Linked DNA regions of Hordeum vulgare: region 1 is linked to region 2. The links are chromatin contacts, called in public Hi-C maps. All regions are on one chromosome and are shown on one strand. The core of a region is the stretch at or near the end of the contact, and the rest is flanking DNA. Distances in the headings are between cores, read along the strand shown.

Evidence for each region. Hi-C and Micro-C count contacts between places; a contact is called where the count stands out from the background.
Region 1: a contact with region 2 is called in a Hi-C map of leaf, with 2.5 times the contacts expected there. The contact joins the promoter of LOC123449017 here to the promoter of LOC123449016 in region 2. A contact is called at or near these places in 2 of 6 Hi-C or Micro-C datasets (both in leaf) and 1 of 1 datasets of contacts at active chromatin or transcription factors (embryo).

The regions. Positions count from the first base shown.
Region 1 is chr4H:474,753,164-474,759,155 of MorexV3_pseudomolecules_assembly, reverse strand. It overlaps LOC123449017 (E3 ubiquitin-protein ligase XB3-like), which reads right to left and starts at 3,499. Exons shown (of 8, transcript XM_045126080.1): 1 at 3,228-3,499; 2 at 3,046-3,105; 3 at 2,893-2,964; 4 at 2,684-2,805; 5 at 2,448-2,588; 6 at 2,226-2,333; 7 at 1,842-2,094; 8 at 456-1,204. The coding sequence starts at 3,410. The coding sequence ends at 797.
Region 2 is chr4H:474,181,661-474,188,424 of MorexV3_pseudomolecules_assembly, reverse strand. LOC123449016 (palmitoyltransferase Hip14-like) reads left to right here and starts at 2,981. Exons shown (of 11, transcript XM_045126079.1): 1 at 2,981-3,427; 2 at 3,505-3,639; 3 at 5,804-5,870; 4 at 6,534-6,630; 5 at 6,737-6,764. The coding sequence starts at 3,262.

The sequences.
Region 1 (5,992 bases), core at 2,250-4,749, 570 kb before region 2:
TCCTACATATATGTAAATGAGGCTGAAACAATACAACAACTATTTCATCAATTTCTCTGTTCCCTTCTAACACCACCCATCTCCCGCTGCTCAGTCAATTTCGCTGCTCATTTCATTTTCGTTAGGCCTTTTGGTGCTTCCGGACGGTACACTCCGCCCATCCCCTATAAGAGCAAGATAACACATGCTGGCTGGGGACAAGACAGCCCACGAAGGTGTGGCGCTTTCACCACCTCAGCACAGTCGAGTTGAGCCAAAGAGAACCTTGCCAAAAACACTGTCCCCAGTCTGTACCGCCGCTCGAGGGATCCTAAGCACGGGGGTCATCATATTCAGAAAGCACAATCGGACCCCAAAATAAGACTTGCAGAAACAAACCCTGAAGGAAGGGAACACAACACCTGAGCGACGTAGCCCCAGCCAAAGGCCAATTACGTCGAGGGAGAGCACATGGATGGATTTGTACTGGGTTCTCATTATCATCATCATATCGGGCCAGCCCCTTTGAATCCGGACATGTACAACCTTTCAACAACTCCACGGGGTGGCTGGGGGCTACCAGGCAACGACCGCGCTCTTTGCTTATTTGGACTGACTGGATCTAGCCTACAGCTTGGGATCGAATCTACACAGATGGAACAATTGCTAATAATTTCCCCAAAATTATAAGAAAAATAATCTACAAAAATAGTAGCACCAGCCAGCTCCATCATTGACGGTGACGTATCATGACGCTTCGTAATAACCCGGCGAATGAATGAATGAATGAATGCTGAGAGGGCATTCGTTCCGTGGGCTATGGCTTGTCCTCGAGCTGCACCTGCAGCTCGCTGCTGTCGGTTTTGCGCCGGCCCATCTTGCCGATGGACGAGGCGATGCTGCCCATGAGGCTGCTGCTGCTGCTGCCGCCGTCGCCGAGGTTCACGGACCGGCGAGACCTCCGTTGCCGCGGAGACTCCAGCCTGCCTTCTCCCTCTTCGTCGTCCTCGTCCTCGTCGCCGGCCTTGGCCCTGGTGGCCACCGCCAGCCGGGAGATGCCGCCGCGGCAGAAGGGGCAGGTGGGCAGCGGCTGGCTCTGCGTGGCCGGGTTGGGCTTGGCGTGGCAGCACAGCGCCAGCGTGCACGCCGCGCACATTTGGTGCCCGCACTCCCGGACCTCGATCGCGCACGCCTGGTCGAAGCAGATGCTGCACACCTCGGCGCCCTGCATGCACGAGCTGAGAGTTAGTAGTAGTATCGGTCCGAACAAGATCCGCGCACCGTCGGACGGACGCGCTGGCTCCGAGGGAGATGTCGATGCAAAGGCGGGATCGTGCATGTGGAGGCGTACTGCAATCGCGTTTGAATAACGTTTCCTGCATATGGATTGCTCAGACGTGCGGCAGTTCGTGCAAGCAGGTGCGTGCACACGCTGCCATTGCCGCTGCCACGGTTTGACACCTAACTTGTCATTACCAACGAGTAAACTAGTATAAGTACGTACGCCTGCACCCAATTAGTTAGCCATTCGTCCCTCGGATCAACATAAATATTATACTACTGGTACATTTCTGCGGCAAGTGGCTCTATGTTGAGACCTGACGGCACGTTAGCTACAACCAATGCAATGCAATGATGAACTCTGGGATAATGCTAGCCTTCGACATCAATCTTGATTGAGATCGATCAAAATAAGCACTACTACTTGCTGGTAGTAAATTACTATTGTGCCAATGAAACGATGGCAGCGCGGTAGGTACGGCGAAACTCCCACTGTTATGTCCAACTATTTCGTGCGTATGAGGTCAGCAATGGAACAGCAGTAGTAATTTGCAAGGCAAGACCGGGCAGTACGGTAGTACCTCGGAGACGATGGCATCGTCATCTGAATGCGACGGCGATGGCAATGAATTCTTGGCCCCTTTCAGGATCCTCTTCTCCCTCTCCCTATTGGCCTCCATCAGGGCTGCCTCCAGGAGAGCCTTGGCGTCAGGTTCCAGCTCGCTGATGAACTTGAGAGGAGCAGGCCACACTAGGGGCTCTGCCGATGAGGGGTTCAGCAGCGCCGCGCACGCCACATGCCCGCGCTTCACCGCGACCTCATATGGAATTCTTCTGTATAAACCAATCCACATCGGTAGATTAGACTAACCAGCACAATGGCTTCAGATCATTTGCTGGAGACAACATCTGTAGTTGTGGTGTTGGAATTCAGTGGTGTTTTTCGCAAGAAAATGCTGACGCACCCAACGGAGTCGCGCTGGAGGCGGTCGGCGCCCCAGGAGAGCAGCTGGCGGACGCAGTCGAGGCTCCCGCCGCGCGCGGCCAAATGCAGCGGCGTGCTCCCGGGGAATCTGCAGGAACGCAAGCGCTCGCGTCAATGTCGCAGCTTTTGCCTTCCTAAAAAGGTGCGATTTTTCGGTACTGATAGTGAGAAGGGCGGTCTTTGACTTGGGGAGAAGCTTTACCCGAAGGCGCCGCTGGAGGCAGACACGATGGCGCCGTTCTCCAGCAGGACGTGGACGCAGCGGCGCCAGCCCTGCCTCGCCGCGAGGTGCAGCGGCGTCGCTCCCGTGTCATCCCGCACATTGACGAACCGCGCGTATCCCCTGCACCTCCAAAGCCATAGCTGATGAACCATTAGCAAAGGATGGCGTGCAGCGCGTTGCGGCGAACAATGGCGGCTCTGAGAAGAAGGGCCAACCAGGATTGCGACACCGGCGCGGTCCGGGCCGCCGTGAGGATGGTCCGGAGGCAGTCTGAGTGGCCGTAGTACGCCGCGTAGTGCAGGCACGTCCGCCCGTGCGACGAATCGAACATCAGGATCTGTACACAAAGACGGAAAACACCATTAAGTTCAGGAGAAGCTCCAAGAACAGCCCCAATCACCAAAACTGTGGCCGTAAGTCTCACATTGGCGCCGGCGTCGAGCAACCGTCGCACGCACTCGGTCCTCCCGTGCATCGCCGCAAGCATCAGCGCCGTCTGCGGCAAAGTCCCGCGATGTGAGGACGAGCTTCCCACAAAGGGGGCGACAGGGAAGAGAACAGGTGGAGCGTGACAAACCTGCTTATGGCGGTTCACGACGTCCGGCTGCACGCAAAGATCCAATGCCATGGACACAACCTAAGCAAACAAAGAAATCAGCACACCGGAGATGCACAGGGGTGGCGAGAAGCTGGACGGAGAGGAGCATGCGGCAGCAAAGGGAACCAAGCAAGGTGCCAGATTAGTTTGTGCTTTCGTACTTGGAGGTGGCCGTGGGCGGCGGCGATGTGGAGCGCGGAGAGGCGGTCGAAGAGCGTGGTGCGACGGAGGAGGGAGGGGCGGGAGCTGACGGCGGCGGCGAGGCGGGCGAGGTCGCCGGACTGTGCCGCGCCGAAGAAGTCCACCTCCTCGCTGGGGCGGCCGCAGCTGGCTCCGTGCCCCATCGCCCGTCACGCCTCTCGGCGGACGCCCGGCGAGCCGGCCGCGGTGGCCGGCGGGGGGAATAATGGGGGGAGGAGAGTGAGTACGAGCGTGGGCTGAGGAGTGGGCGCAGTGGCGAGTAGAGCTTAATAGTGCGTGCGCTTTCTTGTGGGTTTTTTTTTTAAAAAAAACTTTTGCTTCTCTTATTGAGAGCGAGAGATTTCCTTTTACTGATAAACTGCACCTCGCGCATGCTAAGATATTTCACCAGAAAGATATAAAAAAAAGATATTTCATCAGAAATGTTTACAAACACACTGTCACCGTCACCGAGATAGGTCTTGTTGATTTATAGGAATTTTGTAAGAACGAAGAACTAAGGCCCTGTTTGTTTCGTAAGTCGTATGACTTTTTTAAGTCCCAACTTATAAGTCATAAGTTTCTATCTGTTTGTTTACAGGGACTTATAAGTCCCGAGTCCCTACCTGTTTGTTTACAGGGACTTATAAGTCCATGTTACACCTAATAAAATACACTTGTTCACATAACCATGCGGACCAGAAAACTCCAGCGATGCAAAACGGGACGACGGGGAAGAACCAATGCAGAAACGGGGCGGCGGGGGGACGAACCGAGGCAGAAAACGAGACGACCGGGCGGCGACGGGGCGAGGCGGCGACGGACCGGGTGGCGACGGGGCGGGCGGCGATGTGGCGATGGGGCGGCGGCGATTGGGGCCTGCGAACGACGAGGGGTAGGGCGGCGGACACTCGATCGATGCGGGATACTTTTTCCGCGGGCTAACGAGCAATAAGTCCCAATAAGCTCCTACTAGAGAGTCTTATTTGATAAGTCCGAAATCACCATAATAAGTCCCAATAAGTCCCTTGTGTTTGGTTTAGGTGGGACTTATAGGGACTTTTTTAAGTCTCAAAACCAATAAGTCCCTGGAAACAAACACCCTCTAAATGATATCTCTTTTTTATACTTCCTCTGTCCCTATCTAGTTTTTTTTAATAACAAATATTATGATACAGAAAAAGTAGAATATATGCATGTTATTTCATTTCTTACAGTTTTCCTATTCCAGTGATATTTCTATCATATGATCCAAAGAACGCCTAAGTATTTTCTTGTGAGATGATTTGTCATGTGGTGTCTATATAATGTCGATTCATTTTATACCCCCTCCCCCTCCTCCGTCGGGGATTCATCTACATGTATTTTAGTTCTGCAACATTGATTTTTATAAATTTGTGCGACAATTAATTTTGAATAATGGGAGTATGTATTTATAATACATATATGTGCATAGTGTGACCATACTTTACTAGGGCTAAGACTCTTGATTGGATCCTATCCACAAACGAGGCAAACACTAATCTTATAAACATACGTACTAGGTAAGTATATTTTGGGTCTGAATTCTTATTCTGAAGCCTCATAGACACAATCTTTGAAGCCCAATAACAATTCTTGGGAGGGATGACATTTGCGAACGGTTCCTGTGAGTTTCATTTATATAGAGATGACATCTTCTTCTCAAGAGGATGGCGATTTTTGGTTTAGAAGGAATTTTCTTTCAAAAAATTGCCACCACATAATCTCTATCACACGGCTGCGAGGTCGTTCCTTGGTACCTTCATCCGAGAATGTTTCTTGGATGTCATTTTTCCAATCTTATGCTCTTTACCACCAATTCACGATGACTTTGATTTTTTTAGCACCAATTCTTTGTGGGGTATGCTAAGGTGGATAGGTGGCTCAATGAGAGGGGATCCTCCCTCCATCATTTTGCGGTGGAGCTCGGATGCCAGAGGTGGCGACCCGAGATATTGTGGTGGCGTCTTGGCGCACTAGGAGGCGGTGTGTGGCATCGGTTGGGTTGTGCAAGGTGGCATGGTTGGTCACACAACAGTTGACCTAGATCTCGCAGGGTGTGATACATCTTCAATCTAACTATAATTTTTTATTGTTCCATGCTATTATATTCTCATTATAGGATACTTTTTGAGTAATTATTTATCAATTTATATTAATTTTTAGCACTAACATATTTACCTAGAGCCGAGTACTAGTTCCCACTTTTTGTGTGTTTTTTGTTTTGCAGAAATTTCATATCAAACAAATTCCAAACACGATAAAAAATTACGAAGTTTTTTTAGAATATATGTGATTTTGGGAGTCAGAATCAACCCAACACGGTGCCCAAGTGAGGCACAAGATAACAGTGCGCGCCCTGATGGCTTGTGCCCAGCCCTTAAGTCGGTTGAGGCTTTAGGGTTTAGGGTTTAGGGTATATGGGCGCCCTAATGGTTACGACAGAAAGAGAGCCTCAACCGACTTAAGGGGTGGGCACAAGCCATTTGGGCGCCCCCCATGTCGCGTCATGTTGGCTTGTGCCTCCCTCGGGCACCGTGTGTTGAAAATATGCCCTAAAGGCAATAATAAATTAGTTATTATTATATTTCTTTGTTCGTGATAATCGGTTATTATACATGCTATAATTGTATTGATTGGAAACACAAATACATGTGTGGATAAATAGACAAAACACTGTCCCTAGTAAGCCTCTAGTTGACTATCTCGTTGATCAAAGATGGTC
Region 2 (6,764 bases), core at 1,732-4,231:
TTTGTAGATATTGAAAATGTCAAGGCCCTCACATAGAGAACCACCCAATTTCAAAAAATGTGTAGGATGCAATAAAATGCAAAGGTTTGAGCACTCTTCACATGACGTGGGTAATCTATGCACCCAGAAGCCCCTCTTGATAGTATGACTATCAAACCTATAATGGGGTCTCTCACCAATAACAATGAGACCGATAAAACTAGGAAAACCTAGCTAATGTATACCTTTGCCTTCAGAATTCGACTTGATCTTGATGTTCATGTTCACGTTTGCTTCAAGTTGGAAGCACAATCTTGATCATGTTACTTTGTGAATACTGGAGGTAGCTCCCCCATAGGTCATGTTGAAGCATTGCAAGGTATATCGTTTTCACATGTACAATTCATCCATAACTGGACCTTCAAGATTTAAGCATATGTCCATTCGTCAATGTTTCCCAAAAGCTCGGTGAAGTTCTTCAAATATCTCCCTCATATACTATGGGAAGCCTCTTCTTGTAAACCATCTTCATATGTCCATCACGTGATCATCTTCACTCGATGTACTCCTCACATGGGCTACTTAGAATCTTTCTTTCGATGCTAGCCAATGAGAATCACCTAACCCACATATACATAGAAAACACATATTATTGGTTAGTTCATAAAACGCAATTCACAATTTCTTACCATACACAAGATCCTATGTGGTACTTCATTTTTCTCGTGTGTTGACCATCTTGATTTCAATAGTCGATCTTTATATTGGACAACCTTTATATTTACTCCATGATTTATATTGATGTCTTGAAAGCCACATGAAATCTTCCCATCACTTCGCCGTTTCAAGATATGATGTCTGATATCTCAATGATGATGTGACCGTGTTGAGTTTCTACACAAGTATCATGTTGGTCATCACTTTCCCTTATTCATGCTCCATCACAAACTCTTTAGAGGCATAATCAATTCTTTACTTGAATTACTTGTTACAAGACTTTACCAGTCCATGACTCAACATAGGATCTCATCATGATCTCATCTTCATACCATATATAAATTTATTATCTTCAATTATTCTCTGAAGATCTTGATCCTTCATAGCCCAACTCATATAAGTCAAAGCATGACAACCTTTGAGGCCTTGAATTCCATTTCTTTTGCTTCTTCTTGATCATAATGTATTCATCATTAGAACTGAATGACCATGATGCATGTATTGATGTTTATGTCATTCATTATAAATCCGTTCAATGTCCAATACTCAATGCATATTTTTATCTTGATGGATTTCATCCTTTAACCCATCCAATATTTTGCATGCATTGCCTATGAAACCTTCCTTCATATACATTTGAATGGAGAACATTAGTACATATGGTTTGACATTAATTACGAAAAACACATAAGGGTGCTACTTGTACTTTTAACAGGTCACACCCTCTTTTCTTATTTCTCCTCCACCTTCCTCTCCTCGCCATGGCAAAATATCTCCTTGGTGATCATCATTGGTGTCGTCTCCCTACCCCGTAGGATTGGGACCGACGTCACTAGTGAAGGTGCTGCAACGACTTGATGGCAGTGCTCGGACCGTCACGCGAAGGTGTTGGAATGGCCTGGTGGAAAGGTTGTGAGATGCGATGGGCGACAATGGTACTACAACCACCGGTGAGATTTTTGTGCTGGAAGCTCGAGCAAATTTGCCGAGACCATGGAGTGATGATGCTGGGATCGCCAGAGAGATTTTGCCGGAACCACCCCATAGGATTTGCTTGAACCGTTTGACGGATTTGGTGGAACCTCCCAATGATGATGTTAGAGGAGGGGGTTGGTTGAAGCTGCGATCAACACCCGTCGGTGTTGGAGAAGACTCCCCCGGGCGACCGTGGTGCTACCATTGCTGGAACAACGACCAATCTTTGTTGCAACCAGCTCGCAAGGGAGACAACGACACTGCTTGCTGGAATCGGCGTTCACTCTCAACATCGAAAAAAGCTACACCCGTTGATGCAGAAGCTACAACCTCTTGAAGGCGATGCTAGAACTGGGAGGGCTAAAGTTGTGATGGGGCTTCGATCCATTAGTGACATCAACTGCAACCCTCGGGGCAAGAGCTACAAAAAGTCAATGATTGTGCTCCAATCATTGCCGATCGTGTACGATGGCGATGACCATGTGTTGCGACGATATCATATAGGAACCGACGATGAAGGGTGCTTCGAGGACGGTCGCCGTGTGCACCCATGACGGGTGTCCCACGACGCCCACTCCGGGCCATACCTGGCCAAACGGGCCGTGCCACGCGGGCCGGCACGGCTGCCCGCAGGCCAGGCATGACACGGGCCGGGCCCGACACGTGCTAATCGTGCTTGGGCCAGGCACGAGCACACCGTGGGCCGTGCTCGGGCTGCCACCCCGAGCCCGCGTGCCGGCCCGGCCCGGCACGATTAGGCAGCGAAGGAAATTGGGGGACTGTGGAGCAGGCCGTGCGGGCGTTGGGCGGGGCGTCGGGCGGGAAAAAGGGCGCCATTCCCGACACGATGGGTGGGATTCGCGGGAAAGGGCGACAGTCACCACGTCGGGCGGGAATGGGTGTCGCCGCGTCGGGCGGGAAAGGGCTGCGCGCGGGAAAGGCGTCGGGCGGGAAACGGGGAGCAGGCGGGAATCTGTGGCGGGCCGCCGTGCGAGAGAGGGCGAGATGAAAAAAGAAACATCAAATCTGTGGCGGGTCGCCGTGCCTTAGCATGCCGCGGGCCGGCCCGATTAGACCACGTGCCGTGCTTGGACCTGGGAGACTGGCACGCGGGCCGGCACCACACGGCCCGTATATTCATCGGGCCTAGGCGGGCCGTGCCGTGTCTGGCATGATTACGACGGGCCGGGCCGTGCCGGGCCGGGCCGGCCCGTTTGGCCAGGTATGCTCCGGGCTTGATCCAACGGTCGGGAAACAACCCAATTAGTGCCCAGGATGCGACCGGCGAGTGTGCTGGCGCCAGTTGACCGGCGCCTAGCACCGCCCTTTCCTTTGACGCCTTTCTAGTTGTTGCTGTTCCCACACCACCGCCGAGTACACACGTTCGACGAAATTCCCCCGCGAGTTCTCCACTAAGATTCGCCCGCATCTCCTTCGATTCTTTCCTCAGTTTCTGTCTCGGAATCCGCCAAGATCGTGGAGTCTCGCCGGAACCCTGCTCTGGCCGTACCGACCCCGGCTGGATCTCCGGTCTCAAGAGTTATTGATGATTCTTGGGATCCGGAGGGTGTGGCGGAGGAGTTCTCGGCGATGAGCAGGCTGGCGTCGGAGCTCCACCGGTTGCGGAGGTCGCCATGGGAGGTGCTGTGCTCGGCGCTGGTATCATGCGGCCTGGTGCTCTTCTCGCAGCTCGCCGTGGCCATAGTGCCCCGCCTCTTCCCATCCATCTCCCTCCTCGCCATGCTACCCGTCGCAGGTCAGTCTGTGCTTGCTTTGCTTTCCTGTGGCTCTTTCAGTGCAATTTTGACTTTGCTTCGGTTGCCTGCTGCACAGGTTTGGTATTCCTGGTGGCTATTCTGTTGGGCAGGTTCTGGAGGAGGTTCATCGGAGTGGCCGCGTCGGCGCCCCTGTTCGTTCTGTTCAACGTGCTGTTTTTGTGGGGCGTCTACGTATTCGTCATCCGGAGAGGTGAAATCCCCGTGCATTACATCTGTTTGACTTGCAGAGTGTGCATATGTCTTTAGTGTTTTTTGAACACAGTACAAATGGAGACGCTCATACATACGCATATACACTCATCCCTACGAACACACTCATCCCTATGAACGCACACCATACCTTTATGAGCACCTATGAGCACCTTCGAAAGATTGAGCCGGCACATCATTTTGAGATCCACGAAATTGTCAGACACCTTCATAGTGTTTGAAATTGCATATTGTGTACGGTCTCCTTTTCCTTTTTAATAGAAACAAGCATTCCTTTTCCTTTTTAATAGAAACAAGCATTCGTTATAGCTCAGTGCACTGGTGGAATGCCATTTGGCCGGTGTTTATTGCTGTAGATATATGCTATATTTGTGGATGGAGCTTTTTTTGTTTTGGAAAAGGAGGTTAAACCCCCGCCCTCTGCATCATCTTTATTAATTATTCAACATATGTCTAACAAGAACATACATCAAACCATCCGAAGCCACCACTCACGCCTACAAAACTCGATAATGTGGAGTGCTCTCACTCCCCATATCTAAAACCGAAGCCGTCACCGATCCATCCACATAACGTATCGAAACCCACAGCCGGTGCAACAGACCGAAAGCGTACACCACATGCACACGTTTTAGACGTCGCCATCATCATCGGACCGCTGACCCATCTTCAGGAGAGAGATCTGTATCATCCTTGTCAGTCCGTCCATCCGTCGACGCCACCACGACGCCCAACGGCGTCAGCGCCCGCGCTCGTCAGTCCAGACGCGAAGATTCAGGAAGATCTGTCGTGCGTAGCACCTGCCGACCAGGCATGACACAACGTAGCACCTGTCGGCCAGGCATGACTTGACATCTCCACCGAAAGCTCCGTGCAAGTTGAAGCCGCTCCACCTCCTGCCTCTGTCTTCCAGCTCTGCTCCACAGACGATGCTCCCAAGAAAGAAAACGACACCGCAATACCGCCATCGTCCGATCTGAAAGACCAGATCCTAGGGTTTCCCCCGGAGCAGCACGAGTGGGTCGACAATAGTTACACGACGATGCCTTCATCAAGGTAACGACACAGAACGTCGCCATCGTCTGCCATCGGCTCGGTTTTCACCGGCAACTATGTCTTCCCGACTCATAGCCGGAACTAGATGGCGGATCTCGAGATCTGACCATCCAGCCTCAGACCGACCTCCTTCGACGGAGGAGATGACCACCACCGCCGGCCGCACGCTTCAGCCAGAGAGGACCTTAGCAGGGAGGGCGGGTCGCCACCCCATCCCAACTCGCCGGACGAGCTGCCAGATCCGCAACCCGTCAGCTGAACCACCAGCCGGCACCACCACGGCACCAAGCAGGAGGAACGCAGCAAAGGCCCCTCCAGGATGCGTAGCAGGGAGCCGAGCCTCCCTCCATCCCAACAACACCGTCCGCGCCGGCCGCAGCGTTAGAGGGTCCAGATTGGGTCCCCACGGGCGCCACAACCATGACCGCTCGCCCGCAGCGGCGCGCCCACTGCCGCGACCAGATCCTGCGCCACACGCCGGAGACCTCCTCCACCGCGAGCCAGGACGCCGCCCCGGAGCCAAGCGCTGGTCAGCCGCCGACCACACGCCGTATCCCCATCCCACGAGCGAGCGGCAGCCAAAGAGCGCCCCGCCGCCGCCGGCTCCGCGCAGGCTTTGCCTGCCGGAGGCCACCGGCGACGGCGAGGGGGAGAAGGAGGCGGGAGGGGAGAGGCTGTGGGCTGGAGCCGCCGCCCGTGTCGCCCCGGGGAGGGAGCGGCGTGGGGGCCAGATGCGATCTGGCGAGTCCGCTTGCCTGCCTGATGGCCTTGGCTTACATTTGGTGCATGGATGGAGCTAAGAACCATTCCTGATGTATTGCAATTCTAGAGTATAGTTCTATTTAAATAAATATGGTAATACCTGACATCAGGTGGAATTGTAGATCAGGACATCAGGTGCCATAATTTTTTCTGGGATTCTCAGCATGTACTTTATACTCGCCTCCTTGCATTATGCATAATTTGTTAGAAAAAAAATATATGCCACTTGGAGCAGCGTATAGTTAAATAAGTGTATAGAGCTTCTGATAGTTTTCTAACTGTACTCTAGAATGTCCTTGTTTTATAAGTAGCCTTATATTTTGCAGATACCTCTTCTCTACTAGACATGCTGATTAATGCTGAGTGTGCACTGCTTCTTTGGGGACTTTACAGGTTAGCTACTCCTCTGGAACATATTTTTTGGGATGCACTTACCAATCTCTAAGCTCTATTTAGTAATTAAGGAAGTTGTTCATTTCAAACCTTAAACTATGGTTCTTGTTCCAAGATGGACCCCGGACTTTCAGTCACTGAAAGTGGAACTTTGAACTTTCTAATCCTGATCCTGACCTTGAGCTTATACTTATTCGGCACACCAGGAAAAAGGGTGTAGTGGGGGAGGAGATGGTGAGGAGAAATAGAGCTAAATGAGCAGCGTAGGGCCGGCGTTGGAGATGGACACTGGCAAGGACGGGAAAACAGCTAGGGAAGGAGGTTGTGGCATGGGAGGAAGCTCGGCGATGAGCGAGAAATGGGAGTGAATTTGGGGAGGGCTAGGAATGTCAGTGAGAAGAGTGCTAGAGGATGAGTTTTCGATTGCGATCACTCTTTTCGCGGGTGTGTCAAACAAGCTCAAGATCCAAGGGTTGGGTCAGGATTATAAGATCAGGGTTCAAATTTTGGGGATTGGAAGTTCGAGATTCATCTTGGACTCCATAATGAAGTTCAGGCTTTTAATTTTTTTCCTCCTTTTGGACATACTCTGCTTAACATTTATTGGCCTTAGCATACCACTGCCTTTGGGATTAGGGGTTTAGTTTGATTTTTTTATTGCAGGATTCTTTCTGGTGATCCCGGCATTGTTGCATACGAATCTTCATTTTTGGAAGAGGCTGGCTGCAAGGATTTCGTGGATGCTATATGCTCGAGTGAGGTGTTGAGAAAGTAGAGTTTTCAATGAAGCTGTTATATTAAGTTGCTAACCTGAAATGTGGAGGTCGTGCATTAACACGCTGTCATCTTTTGTACTTTTGGTGTAGAAGTATCCATCACTCTCAAGGGTGAGGA